Regions from separate parts of the Rattus norvegicus genome. Here all the other regions are linked to region 1. A link is a contact called in public Hi-C data. All regions are on one chromosome and are shown on one strand. The core of a region is the stretch at or near the end of the contact, and the rest is flanking DNA. Distances in the headings are between cores, read along the strand shown.

Region 1 (3,951 bases), core at 230-2,729:
GGATTCGAACTCGGATATTTAGTTCCCAAGTCCTCCCTCCCACCGCAGTGTTGACCACAGGCCACGCCCCCACCTGCACTGGGATACAAGCCACGCCCAATACTAGGAGACCCCGGCCGCCCCCTGCGCTGTAGCTGTACCTGCGTCCGAGCGTCAGCGCATGGACCCAAGGACGCGGCGAGCAGGACCCTGGAGGCCCAGGAGGACCCGCTTAGGAATGGAGCGTCCAGACCCCGGGAACCGAACGCCGAGGCCCGGGGCGGCAAATGACCCGAAAGGAACGCTGGATAAGCAGGCCTTCGCTCCAATCGGAGCGCACAACTCCTGCGCACACGTGCTCAAAACTGAGCAGCTCAGCCAATGAACACCAGGCACGCCCTGGACCTGGGGGCGGAAACCACAGACACTCCGGATTTAAAGGCGCAAGGTTACCTTGTAAACCCAAGGTGCGGGGGAAGTAGTGAGTGAATGACAATCGTCCAGGGCCTGCTCTAGTTTTACTTTGGGGGTGTTTTGTTGAAGAAGGGCCTCACACTAAAGCCATGACTGACATCGAATTCTCTGCAGTCGTGCCTTAGCCTCACATCTGACCTTGTGTGTACTTGTAGTGGGAGCCTCAGTGTGGAGAAAGCTGTCTGAGCTCACGGTCCCTTGATGGACCAGGCAGACAAAACTGCACCTAGCCCAAAGGCCCACATTCTGTCTTTCAAGTTTGCCCCTGCTAGAGTGACTGGTGGTCTCATTTCCTTTTGGCCCGCTTGGCACACACCGGGAAAAGAGCTCTGTTACCTGTTGTGCGAACTCTACCAGTCTCTTCCCTTCTGAAACACTGGGTGCCAGTCCCTGTACATCCATAGAACAGCTGTGTCTGTTTATTGGAAACCTACGATGTGCAGGCCAGGGCAAGATGGCCACTAACAGCTTAGCTGACGAGATATGCTGGTCTTCTAGAGCATGAAACAAGCCTATAAAGAGCACTGGCTAGAATCCTGAGGCCAAGGGAGAATTTTGAGGGTTTGTGCATCCTGCTCTCTGACACTCCTGAGTACTCACTTGGTTCTGACAATTTTGGGAAGCATGTTACACACGAGCAAAGTTGAGTCCAAAGATGAAGAGCTAGGCCCAAAGACCCGGAAGTCTCACCACCACCACGGGTCCCTCACGCAGAGACTGCCTGTGTCCCTGACGTTGGTACCGAAATCTCTCCGGGATCACGGCCAGCTCAGGGTCTACAGCAGCCCAAGCAACAATGCCTGGACCCGACCCTCCACGTTGCGACTGGAGACTGGAAGTGGTGATCGTCTCCAGCAGGACCCCCGCAGGCCTCTCCAGTCCCACAACTCGAGGCCTGAAGCTCTGGGAGTCGCCTAGCAGCACTTCCCGCAGAGGCCGCGGCCGGGAGGAGGCGCGCGCGGGTTAAAGGGGCGGGGCCGGCGCTGACCCAGCCCGCGGCTCCCGGCTACCCTGCGTCTTCCTAGCCCATAGGAGAGCTACGCCACCATGGAGGCCACCGGGGTGCTGCCGTTCGTGCGCGGCGTGGACCTCAGCGGCAACGACTTCAAGGTTAGATGGGGGGAAGGGAAGGGCGACCCCTAGTTCGTCTCTCCCGGCCGCTCCCTCTACGCTTCCGGCACCGGCGGGCGGGGCGGGCGGGCGGGCCTCGGTGAGTCTTCCCGGGCCTGCCCCGCCCGCGGCGGAAGACGTGGGCCGGGGCTCCGGGATCTGGGGCCGCGCGGGATTTGAGCCCACAGGCCGCGAACCTGACCCCATGCCACGGAGGGAATACGCCCTAGCCAGCCACCGCCCCACACTGCGGTCTCGAGACGTCACTTCTCCCTTAGCAAACCTGGGCTTCTCTCCTCCCCAAGGGGCTTAGGAACAGCCCGTTTGGAGGCGTATAAAGGAAAGAGATCTGTTAGTAAGGATTGTGACAGGTGCTTGAGGTCCTAGGCGGCACGTCTGCCAACTGCTAGATTGATGGGCTAGGGGGATAAGCAGCCAGCACCCTGGTTGACCATAAAGAGTCAGGCTATGGGCGTGGTGGTGCACGCCTTTAATTCCAGCCCTCCGGACGTAGAGGCAGGTGGATCTTTGATTTCGAGGTCAACCTGGTCTTCAAACCAAGTTCCAGGACACCCATATCTACATAGAAAAACCCTGTCTTGAAAGAAAAAAAAAGTGCCAGCTAGTCTCAGACCCGAAAACAGGAAAGCTGGACTCAAAGGACAGCTCAGAGGCCTGGACCTTCACTGCCTGGCGTCCGCCCCTTTTGATGTCAGATTGGGGGACGCAGGAGAAGGAGGTGGGCTCCTCCCGTGTTCACCTGCACAAGGACACGTTTGACCCTGTACACAGTTGTCACTTTACCCTGTCCACATTCTCACCATCCTTACCTTTGGTTTCTCTAGTCTCTCTCAATTGAGAACATCTGAGTCTCACTTTGGGGGCTGTGACTGGAGGAGGAGGAAACAGCAAAAGGCAGTTGAGCTTCATGCTGCTCAGATGTCAAAACTGCCAGGTGTAGCCACCAGGAGGTGGTGGCAAATGCTTTTAATCTCAACACTGTGGAGGCAGAGGCAGGCAGATCTCTGAGTTAAACCTGGTCTCAGAATGAGTTCTAAGACAACCAGGACTACACAGAGGAACCCTGTAATTGGAAATTGCAGGGAGGACAAAACCATAGCCTGGTGTGGTGGTACAGACCTTTAATTCCACAGCATTAGGAGGCAGAGGCAGGTGGATCTCTGTGAGTTTGAGGCAAGCCTGGTCTACAGAGTGAATTTCAGGACAGCCAAGGCTACACAGAGAGAAACCCTGTCTTGAAAAGCAAACAAAGGAAAAAGCCAAGGATGCTGAAGCGGACATTGCCTGTGAGGAACGAATGAATGCGAGAGATTGTGCGAGGAACAGTGGGGAGCTGGGCTCTTAGTGCAATCTGGGGAGTGTCAGGGGCAATATTATCTCAGACAGCCAAACTGCCTAGAACCCTGGGGGAAAACAACATGAGTGCCACTAAGTACAGTGGAGCACTGAGTAGCCCTTGAAACAGGCCAGGCTTGACCTCCCTGAGACAGACTCCAGCTGGAAAGACACGTTTGGGCCAGAACTTTTGTCTTTCCAGGGCTTTCATTTAGTGCCATTTTGTGAGTAAGGAATAAGAATAAATACAGGGCTGGAGAGATGGCTCAGTGGTTAAGAGCACTGACTGCTCTTCCAGAGTCCTGAGTTCAATTCCCAGCAACCACATGGTGGCTCACAGCCATCTGTAATGAGATCTGGTGCCCTCTTCTGGCCTGCAGACATACATGCAGGGAGAAAGCTGTATGATGTATGTATAATAAATAAATATTTTTTTAAAGAAAAAAGAAATAGAAATACAGAGTATTCCTCTGGGGACCACAGAAGGTAATGGGAGGGGAGCGCTCGTCTCCTAGACTGTACTCACCTTACTGTCCCCCACCAGGGCGGCTACTTCCCTGAGAATGTCAAGGCTATGACCAGCCTGCGATGGCTAAAGCTGAACCGCACAGGTCTCTGCTACCTGCCTGAAGAACTAGCAGCTCTGCAGAAGCTGGTGAGGGGCGGGGTAGGACGGGGCGGGTCCCCATCCTCAGGGCTAGGCCAGGTAGGCTTACCCTGCAGGAAAGAGGAGTCACTGGAGAGGAAACAGAAATAGCTGTGGGCAAAGCTAATGGAGTGGAGTGGGCACCCACCTGGGAGGTGTGCAAGGAGGGGACTCTTGGGGTGGCCTTCCAAGATGGTGCAGGGACAGGGGCAGTAGGCAGGGGCCGGTCATCTTAGGTCCCCACCTGAGCCTCTGACTCTTGTCCTGTCCAGGAGCACCTGTCTGTGAGCCACAACAATCTGACCACGCTTCATGGGGAACTGTCCAGCCTGCCTTCACTTCGGGTGAGTGTTGGCCAGGGCTGTGGTAGGGTCAGGCATGGGGCA
Region 2 (3,887 bases), core at 13-2,512, 150 kb before region 1:
GCTGCCTCCCAGTTTAAATGTGGGCTTGGCAGACCCTGGTCACTGCACATTATTTTTTTGCTTATATTACAGTAGGGCTGAGAAGAGGGTCAAGACAACTCCTAGACAGTGACATAGAGCACTACAGTAGCAGAAAACAGAGAAGTGAAGAATGATGGGAAAGAGAGCATGCCCTTGCACTACTGTCAGGGTTCTCAGAGAACTGAGCGCTTTCCCACAAATGTTACTGGGAAAGTGAGAGTGTAGATAAGGAAGGGGAAATGGGAGGTAAAAACATAGATTTTTTTTTTTTTACCTCCTATATGAGTGAGTCACAGGGGCCATCTGCATAAGTTCCTAGGTTCTTGGGTATCAGGACCAAGAATTGTATCAGAGATGCATAGTTAACAAGAGGTAATTTATTTAAAATACAATTACAAAAACACTCAGGTTGAGAATGGGCTAGTGATCTGGAAAAATGCATGAACTGAAGTCCTTAGCCATCACTACCTGCCTTTTCTAGGTCGTGCTTTTCTCTTGCATGCTGTTTGTTATTGAGTAACCCAGGCGGGGAAGGGATTCCAGGCACTATCAACTGGCATTTATTTATTTAATCCATCAACCTGGGTGTTTTTATTTGTGCACTACATGTGTGCTGTGGTTGAGGCCAGACATTACTGCAAGCAGACTATTGTTAGCTGCCAAGTGCCAGAAATTGATCCAGAGTCCCTCGAAAGAGCTCTTAACCACCGAACTGCAGGCCCTCATACCTCATTCTTGATGTCTCTCTACCACATTCTTCTGCCACACTTGAATTGTGTTAGAGTTTGGCAATCGAGGCGAGGCTGCATTATTTGAAAACCAGGAACTTTATAGAAACCAGACAAACATAAAACCTGACTGGGAGGGAAAGGCGTTTTAGGTAAGCACATCTACAGACCCTCAAAACTCTCTGGATTTGTCAGCCTGGCAAGTTCCGGTCAGGAGAAGGGGGCAGTTGACACAACGGAAGCAGAGGTAACCTTCAGACTGGAGGCGCACGAGTTCAGTTCTGCAGATGGGAAAAGAGAAATGGAGGTTAAGCTGCTCAAGTCATTGTAAAGTGTGAGAACTGGGGAACGCAGGCCCACAGCGGCCGAAGCCACAATGAAGGGCAACAGGGCCGAGGCCAAGGGTTGGGCCTCTCAGGCCCTGAGGGCGGGATCGCCGCGCGAAGCGCTCTGGGAGTGGTAGGCGCTTTCTTTCCGCTCTCCTTCAGCCACTCGCTCCGGGCGCCCAAGGACGTCCAGGCGGTGGGCTCAGCGACTCGCACTTTGCGACTCGGAGACTCTTTCCTCAGGCGGAGCCCACCTCTCGCCCTCTTGCGCGCGGCAGCTTACAGTAGGCTTCCGGCGTGAGGCATTGTGGGCAGTAGAGTCCGCTCGCAACCTCCCAACGCGGACGCGCGGCTCACCGGACTACGTTTCCCTTCGGCCTGCGCGCGCCCCGAGCCGCGTCGGCTCCAGCCCCCGACGAACCGAGAGTCTCCAAGATGGCCGCGTGGGGAAGGAGGCGTCTGGGTCCGGGCGGCGGCAGCTCCCGAGAGAGGTAAGCTGGGCTCGCGACCGCAGGCGGAGGTCGGCCGCAGAGCCGGAGAAGCCTCTATGCCACGCGCGACTCCAGATCGTGTGCTCGCCACGCGCGGGGCCCAGTCCGCGGGGGCCTAGGTGTGGGAGGAGCGGGGCGGCGCGACGGCCAGGAACGAGGGGAACGCGACTAGGAGGGGCGGCGACCCGCAACCGGGCGGGCAGTGAGCCAGGGTGAGTGGCTGCGAGGACCGCCACGCTGTCCTACCGAGCGGCGTTTGGACTCTGGGCCGCTGGCTCGCGCACGTGGCCCTCTCGGCCTGGGCGCCCGGTGTGGCGTGGAGGGGCTCCAGGGAGAGGAGGAGGGTAGAGAGGTTCGCGGGGCGGTGTGCTATATAGGGGCGTTTGCTGAGAGCGGCAGCGTGCCGGGCGCGCCTCCAAGAGCCTGTGCCTGGCCGCCTTCTGAGCGAGCAATCGTCGCCACTTTTTGAGGGTTCTCTTCAAGCACTTCTGCCCTAAGTCCTTTATAGTGACCTTTTCTACTGGATGCGTTTGGGGGCGCTAGGGATTTGTTTCTTCCAATGATTTCCGGATGACAAGAGCAGTTGACCTGTTTCTTGTTGAACTTGTAGCCTTTTCCTTCTGGGAATTATTTTTAGCTAATAGGTTACTAGAAACAAGAAGTTTGGGGAGGTGGGTGTATATCGGTGGCGCTACTGGGTTAACATGCACAGTCCGTTTTGCTAAGTTCTCCACATTTTACTGCGGATGTCAGAAAAAAAAAAGGAAAGTTTGGCTTTTTCCGTCTTTTCCAGTGAGTACTGTCATCCATAGAAGTTGTGTGTCAGCTAATCAGCGTTGTTCCTTTTTGACTGATGCATCCCATGTTCTTTGCTATTGCAGAGAGAGAGAGAGAGAGAGAGAGAGAGAGAGAGAGAGAGAGAGAGAGAGAGAGAGAGAGAGATCCCATCCCACACGAATCTTGTTCCTGCCTGGCATAGACAGTTTTACTTTTGAGTTCATTTATGCTAAATAATCCATTCTGCATTTACGGTGACATGGAAAAGCAGTGGCAAGGAGTGGTTTTTCTAACTCCCACTTCTTAGATAAGAACAGCCAGAGAGGTTATCTTGTTTTCCCTGTCTTTAAATAACCTAAGAATGCTTTTAGGATTTTAATTTCAGCTCATTAGTCAGGGAAGAACCTTCCTAGAAGACCCAGAATCACACAAAGATATTCTTAATATATTTATTGGCTTGTTTTTAGAGCCATGTATGTAGAGTCATTAGAGTCACTGTGTAGCTCTGGATGTTCTGAAACTCACTCTTGTAATTAAATGCAGACCGAATTCGCTATAAAGCTAGTGGTTGACTCTCTTCAGTGCAGCTGATGTTTGCTTCTCACCTGACATCTTGACTAATTAAGGCCATCTTCCTGGGTTCCTGTAGGTGTGTAGGTTCCTTTGGCCAGGAACTGAAGCATGCAGACGCTGTATATCTGCCAGAAATGGGAGCATTTGATTTTAAGATTTGAGAGTTGCCATCTGCCCTCCTAGTGACTGGAGATTATCCCTCTGTTGGATCCCATCTCCTTAAGGCCCTCCCACTCTAGGCAGTGCCTGGAAACATAACCCCTCATAGCCAGCAAACTGACTTCTGGGCACACCTCCATTCCTGCTCACTTGGTGGCCTGACTGGGTGGAGCAGGCCAGAATAATTGTACGCTCAGCACCGTAGATTGTGAGGACTGAGTATATCATTGGCTCTCGTGGCACAGGCTGTTTGTGGCTTCTAAGTGACTTTGTTCCATGTCACATTTGGACTGGCTCAAATTTCAGCTTCATGTTAAGAGCACTTCCAGAGTTGCTCACACCTTGCTGCCTTCCCTGTGCTGAAGGCAAAGGGGATGCTGTGTGGTTTGTGAAAAGGGCTGGAATGGACAGTGCTTTGAACAGACATTGTATTTGCCAGTGGCTGCATACGCTGGAGCATATGTTGTATTTAAGGCCTTGCTTTGTGCTCTTTGTCAGCTTAGTGTGCAGTGGTTCTTGCTTTGCCTGTTAAGTGCAAAAACACAGGCTAATACTAGAGCTGAGTGACAATTATTGTAGCTGCTAGCCATATGTGGCAGTTCCATTGAAGTTAAGATTAAATGCGGTGAAAAGTGTAGCTCCCAGATGGTAGACCATGTGTCTGGTGTCCGGAACTCGTTTTGGGCTAATGACTAAGCATAGAGAGAAGTTTTCCGTCGGTGAAATAGATAGGAACAGTACTGGTCTAGACTGAAATTGGAGGGGGAAAGGAGCAAACAGAGAGCTGCTTGTGTGTTGATTCTTCTCTCCAC
Region 3 (4,203 bases), core at 168-2,667, 200 kb before region 1:
GCACCCCTGATATCCATTTCATTAATAAGGCCTAGACATGTCCAGAAACTAGCCAGGTGAGGCAGCCCAGGATGCAGAGGGTCAACCCATTCACATCTACAGTCCAGCTTGGAACTCTTTTCTGCAGCCCAACCTACTGAGTCTCTGACATGTTAAAACATCCTTCTCTCTTCCTGGAAAAAAAAAAAAAGCTTTCTGACCTCCAAATCTTGTCCCCCTCACTTCCCATGACAAATGCTGCTGCTGCAGCCCACGCAGCTCTACTGCCACCTCACAGAAATTTCCAGGAAAGACAGTTAGTTACTTGGAGAAGACAAGCCCAAGCCTTGTACAGTCAGCCCCTGGCCTGCTGTTTGCCCAAGGACCAAACTGCAGGTCTAAGAGCAACAGACTAAGAAACACTAGGTGCAAAAAAGAGGTCAGCTCCTAAAACTCAGTGAGAAGATTGCAACTGAGTCAACAAGTAGCAGGTAGCATGGGCTGAGCTGCGAAGTGGAGACGCCAGGAAGTTCTACAGGTACAGCGGTAGGGAGGAGTGCAGGCGGCCAGTGTGCAGGCCAGCAAGGCATGGGGCAAAGGAGGACTCACAAGGATGGAAAGAGTTGGAAGAGAGGAGTTCTGAATTCAAGAGTAGACAGGTTTCCTGCATTGGGAACACAGCCCTGGGGCCCAGAAGAGAGTAAATTCCAGCCTGAACAAAATCCAAGAGTCTGGCCTGAGGGGGTTAGTGCAGCCGAAAGACCCTCTAGCAGGGATCACAGAAATCCCAGCTGAGTCCAGGATGAAGCCCGGAAGCCTGGACAAGAAAGAAGCTCACGGTGCGGCTCCAGACTTGGAGTGGAGTAAGGAGAACAAGGTCCTGCCTGGGTGAAATCCCACGGCCTAAGATCCGAATTCCAATGAGGTCCCGTGAGGTCCCGGGCTTGGCTTGGGCTGGACCCAGTCCTGGGCTGGAGTCCGGGTGCCTGTGCCCAGCCGGGAAAGGAGTCCAGGGGCACGGGCGGGCTCAAATTGAATGTGGCTCGGGCCGCGCGGTAGGGCGGGAGAGCCTACCTTTGGTCTGAGGCAAGCTGGCCGGCGGGCTGGCGGCGGGCGACTCCATGCTGCGGACCGTCGCGGAGGAGAGCACTAATCTAGAGGACAGCAGACTACACCGGGGCCGGGCGCGCTCATGGTTGCTGGTGGCTGGCAGCGGCGGCAGGCGATGGGCGACAGGCGACACAGACGCGACAGTTCCAAGCGTCCGAGGCGGGCGGCGCCACAGCCACACTGGGCAGCGCCGGACGCCTACCGACGGCGCCACGTAGGCCCCGCCCATCGTACTGATTGGCCCGCCTGAAAAGGCCCCAGCCTATCAAACACCGCCCGGACTGTCACGTACAAACCCCACCATCCAACAGCCGGAATCCAAACCCCCACTTTTCTAGTCCAGCCCGGCTCCGCCCTCTTGCCATCAAGATGACAGCCCTACCCACTCGCGGGATTGTGCTGGCGTGGTCCTGGGTGCCCCAGCCTGTGCCCCCCTACGGCGCAGCGTGTGCCGGTCGTAATCTGGAAAATCCCAAACTCTCTAGAGTGCGGAGCCAGGCCGATGCACTCGGTGGGGTTAAAAGTGCTCCCTGAGTGAGACTGGACTCCTAAATGGCTGAGCCATACCGAGGGTGAGCGTCCATGTGCTCCCCTGAAGAGAGCGGCGACCACCGGCTTGCCTCCTAGGGCAGCAGGAAAAGAGCGATCCCACGGCGGGCGCGTGCCAGGTGAGTGTTCACCGACTGTGGGAAAGAGTTTACTGCACCTTGCTGAACGAGCACGCGTTTAAGTCCAGTCTCTGAGAGCACTTGGCACGCCAGCACCTAGGGAGCAGGGAATTCAGTGGCTAACCTTTGCCTAGTGACAAAGTAACTGTTTTGGTTGTAACATTATAGCAGCTCTACGTCCTGGGCCCCCGGATAGTCTCAGATTAAACAAAGTGTCATTCCAAACATTGAAATACCTTTGGCCAGCCTTGACTGGGGTTCCATCTCGGCAGTTGGTCGCTGAACCTCTGTCCTCACACTAGCCAGAAATCTCTGGGGTCAGTTAGAAACCTAGGTCTAGTGAAGGCAAGAAGCACAAAGTCAAGTAGTCAGTCAGAGCTCGAGAGCTCGAGTAAGTCTTAGCTCTCTGGCCAACACTCAGGCCCCGAATGCCTTGCTTGCATATTTGGTTTCTACTATAGTCCTCTTCCCGTGTCACCTGCCCCTCCCCATTAAGAATCCTGAATGTCTCATCCCCTGCTGTATCCCAAGGCTTAGCCCAGAGCCATGCACATAGTAGGTGCCTAAGAACTATTCAAGGAATGAACAAAGGAAGTAGGAAAAGCATGCCACAGACATGGGTAAAGTGACTCTAGTCCCGTGCCAGCCTCCCAGGCACCAGGGTGACTCAGACAAGGCCCTCAAAACAGGAGGAGTTTAATGGGTTAGTCAGAGAACTTGACAAACAGCCCAGGGATCACAGACTCCATTGGGGTGCTATAAATAGATACAAGAGTCCTAAGAAGAGGCCCTACCTCACCTGGGTGGGGTCAGGGAAGGTGACCTTCATGGACTAGTAGCCAGGAAGAGAGGTCAGAAACCATCCTTGGAAGAAACGGAAAGGTCAGCCCAGGGAGTGGAAATCTGCTCAGGAAGCCAGGTTAGGCTACACCTGCAAGCCGGTCAGCTGCTAGAATGAGGGGCATGACGGAAAGCCACCAAACTTTTTTCTTTCTGATCACCTTTGGCAACATCTGCTACCCTCCTGTCCCTAAGTGGCACAGTTAGGCCGGGGGAGTACATGACCACCTAGACACTGGCCAGAGCATTAGACTCAGATCCCAGAAAGCTGCCTCTTACCCTGACTCCCAGGAGAGCAAACCCCCTCTATGGAAAACTGAAGTTTGAAATGGGAAGGGCTCAGTGTTAGCATGTGACTGTGAGTTGAAGAAAGGGGGTGATCCACACCTGGGGTTTGGGGGAGCAACTCACTCATTAGGATCAACAATGAACAAAACAGATACAACTCTGCTCTCAGAAAGGAATGGACTTCCAACCTAGGTTAAATGATAGTGTGTCTCGGGTTGACAAATGCTGTGGGGGAAAAAGGAAAGAGGCAGTGTGTCCAGAGGTGGGAGTGTGATTGTAGTGACAGCATTCAGGAAGAGCCTCCCTAAAGGTGCCACAGAAGCAGAGACTTGAAGAAACAAAAACAAAGGATAAGCATTTCCAAGACAGGGAGAAAACCCCAAGCTAGTGTCACCGCTGGTACGATCAGAGGTGAGAGACTCTCTTAGATGCAGCCCTTCCAAATGCTGTTAATCTTCACCCCTTGCACTGGTCATACACCCCAAGCACACATGAATTCCCATGAGATGCACAGTGTTTGTATGCATTTAGCATGGCTGCACAGAGGCAGGCCTGTTGACAGGCACAGCGGTCATGCACAGCCCTGATTGTGTGTGCAGTGCCCTGCCATCTGCAGAGCCTCCGAGGCTTGCTGACCTGGTGTGGGTGCCTTCAAGTGACTATCGTGGCTGTGCTGTGTGGGTGCCTGGCTCGGGATAAACTGATACCATCTGTGCTTTCCTGCTATCCACCTTTCTCACCTCCATGCTAATTGCTGCAGATGCTCCACAATGCTGCAAAGAGCTTTCCTAATGGGGCTGGCCAAGTTCAGACCTTTCCTGGTTCCCTAGGTAGGAATTTCCAACCTTCTGGCCCTGTTGACATATCAGACACTTCAAAACCAAGCTTTCCTTCTTGATCCTGTCTTTTCAAAGGCTGTTCCCTCAGCCAGGAATGTCCTTCCCTTTCTTCATCTGATGCCTTCCTACCCTCCTTTCTCTGCCATGTGAAACAACACAGGGGATACTTACCTCTTAGTAAGAATTTTTTCACCTGCTGTATTTAAATTAAGTGGCCACCATTTTGAAACATTGCATGATAATTCCATACGTGTAACATGACACTACCTGTACAATAGCAAGTGCCACTTTTACAGCCCTACCTACTGTATGTTAGTCCTTCATGCAAACTCCTGCTGAGGCAAGCTGTAGGGAGCTGCACCACACTTGGCTACTGGCCTCCAAGGTGCACAGTAGGTGCTCACTGAACACTTGGAGCACACGCTTCCCAAGGAGGTGCACATTTTCACGAACACAGAGCAGAATAGAGAGCAGAGGAT

Evidence for each region. A called contact is a pair of places that touch in the nucleus more often than the background predicts.
Region 2: a contact with region 1 is called in a Hi-C map of liver, with 2.4 times the contacts expected there. The contact joins the promoter of Tmem11 here to the promoter of Flii in region 1. A contact is called at or near these places in 4 of 12 Hi-C or Micro-C datasets (Schwann cells, kidney, liver and 1 more).
Region 3: a contact with region 1 is called in a Hi-C map of Schwann cells, with 2.1 times the contacts expected there. The contact joins the promoter of Map2k3os here to the promoter of Flii in region 1. A contact is called at or near these places in 2 of 12 Hi-C or Micro-C datasets (Schwann cells and psoas muscle).

Annotation. Positions count from the first base shown.
Region 1 is chr10:45,905,019-45,908,969 of GRCr8, reverse strand. It overlaps Flii (FLII, actin remodeling protein), which reads left to right and starts at 1,479. Exons shown (of 30, transcript NM_001008279.1): 1 at 1,479-1,563; 2 at 3,464-3,574; 3 at 3,838-3,909. The coding sequence starts at 1,501. Mief2 (mitochondrial elongation factor 2) reads right to left here and starts at 261. Exons shown (of 4, transcript NM_001398844.1): 1 at 141-261.
Region 2 is chr10:46,054,440-46,058,326 of GRCr8, reverse strand. It overlaps Tmem11 (transmembrane protein 11), which reads left to right and starts at 1,262. Exons shown (of 2, transcript NM_001164543.1): 1 at 1,262-1,566. The coding sequence starts at 1,511.
Region 3 is chr10:46,104,700-46,108,902 of GRCr8, reverse strand. It overlaps Map2k3os (mitogen-activated protein kinase kinase 3, opposite strand), which reads left to right and starts at 1,417. Exons shown (of 3, transcript NR_132629.1): 1 at 1,417-1,757. Map2k3 (mitogen activated protein kinase kinase 3) reads right to left here and starts at 1,264. Exons shown (of 12, transcript NM_001100674.1): 1 at 1,054-1,264. The coding sequence starts at 1,102.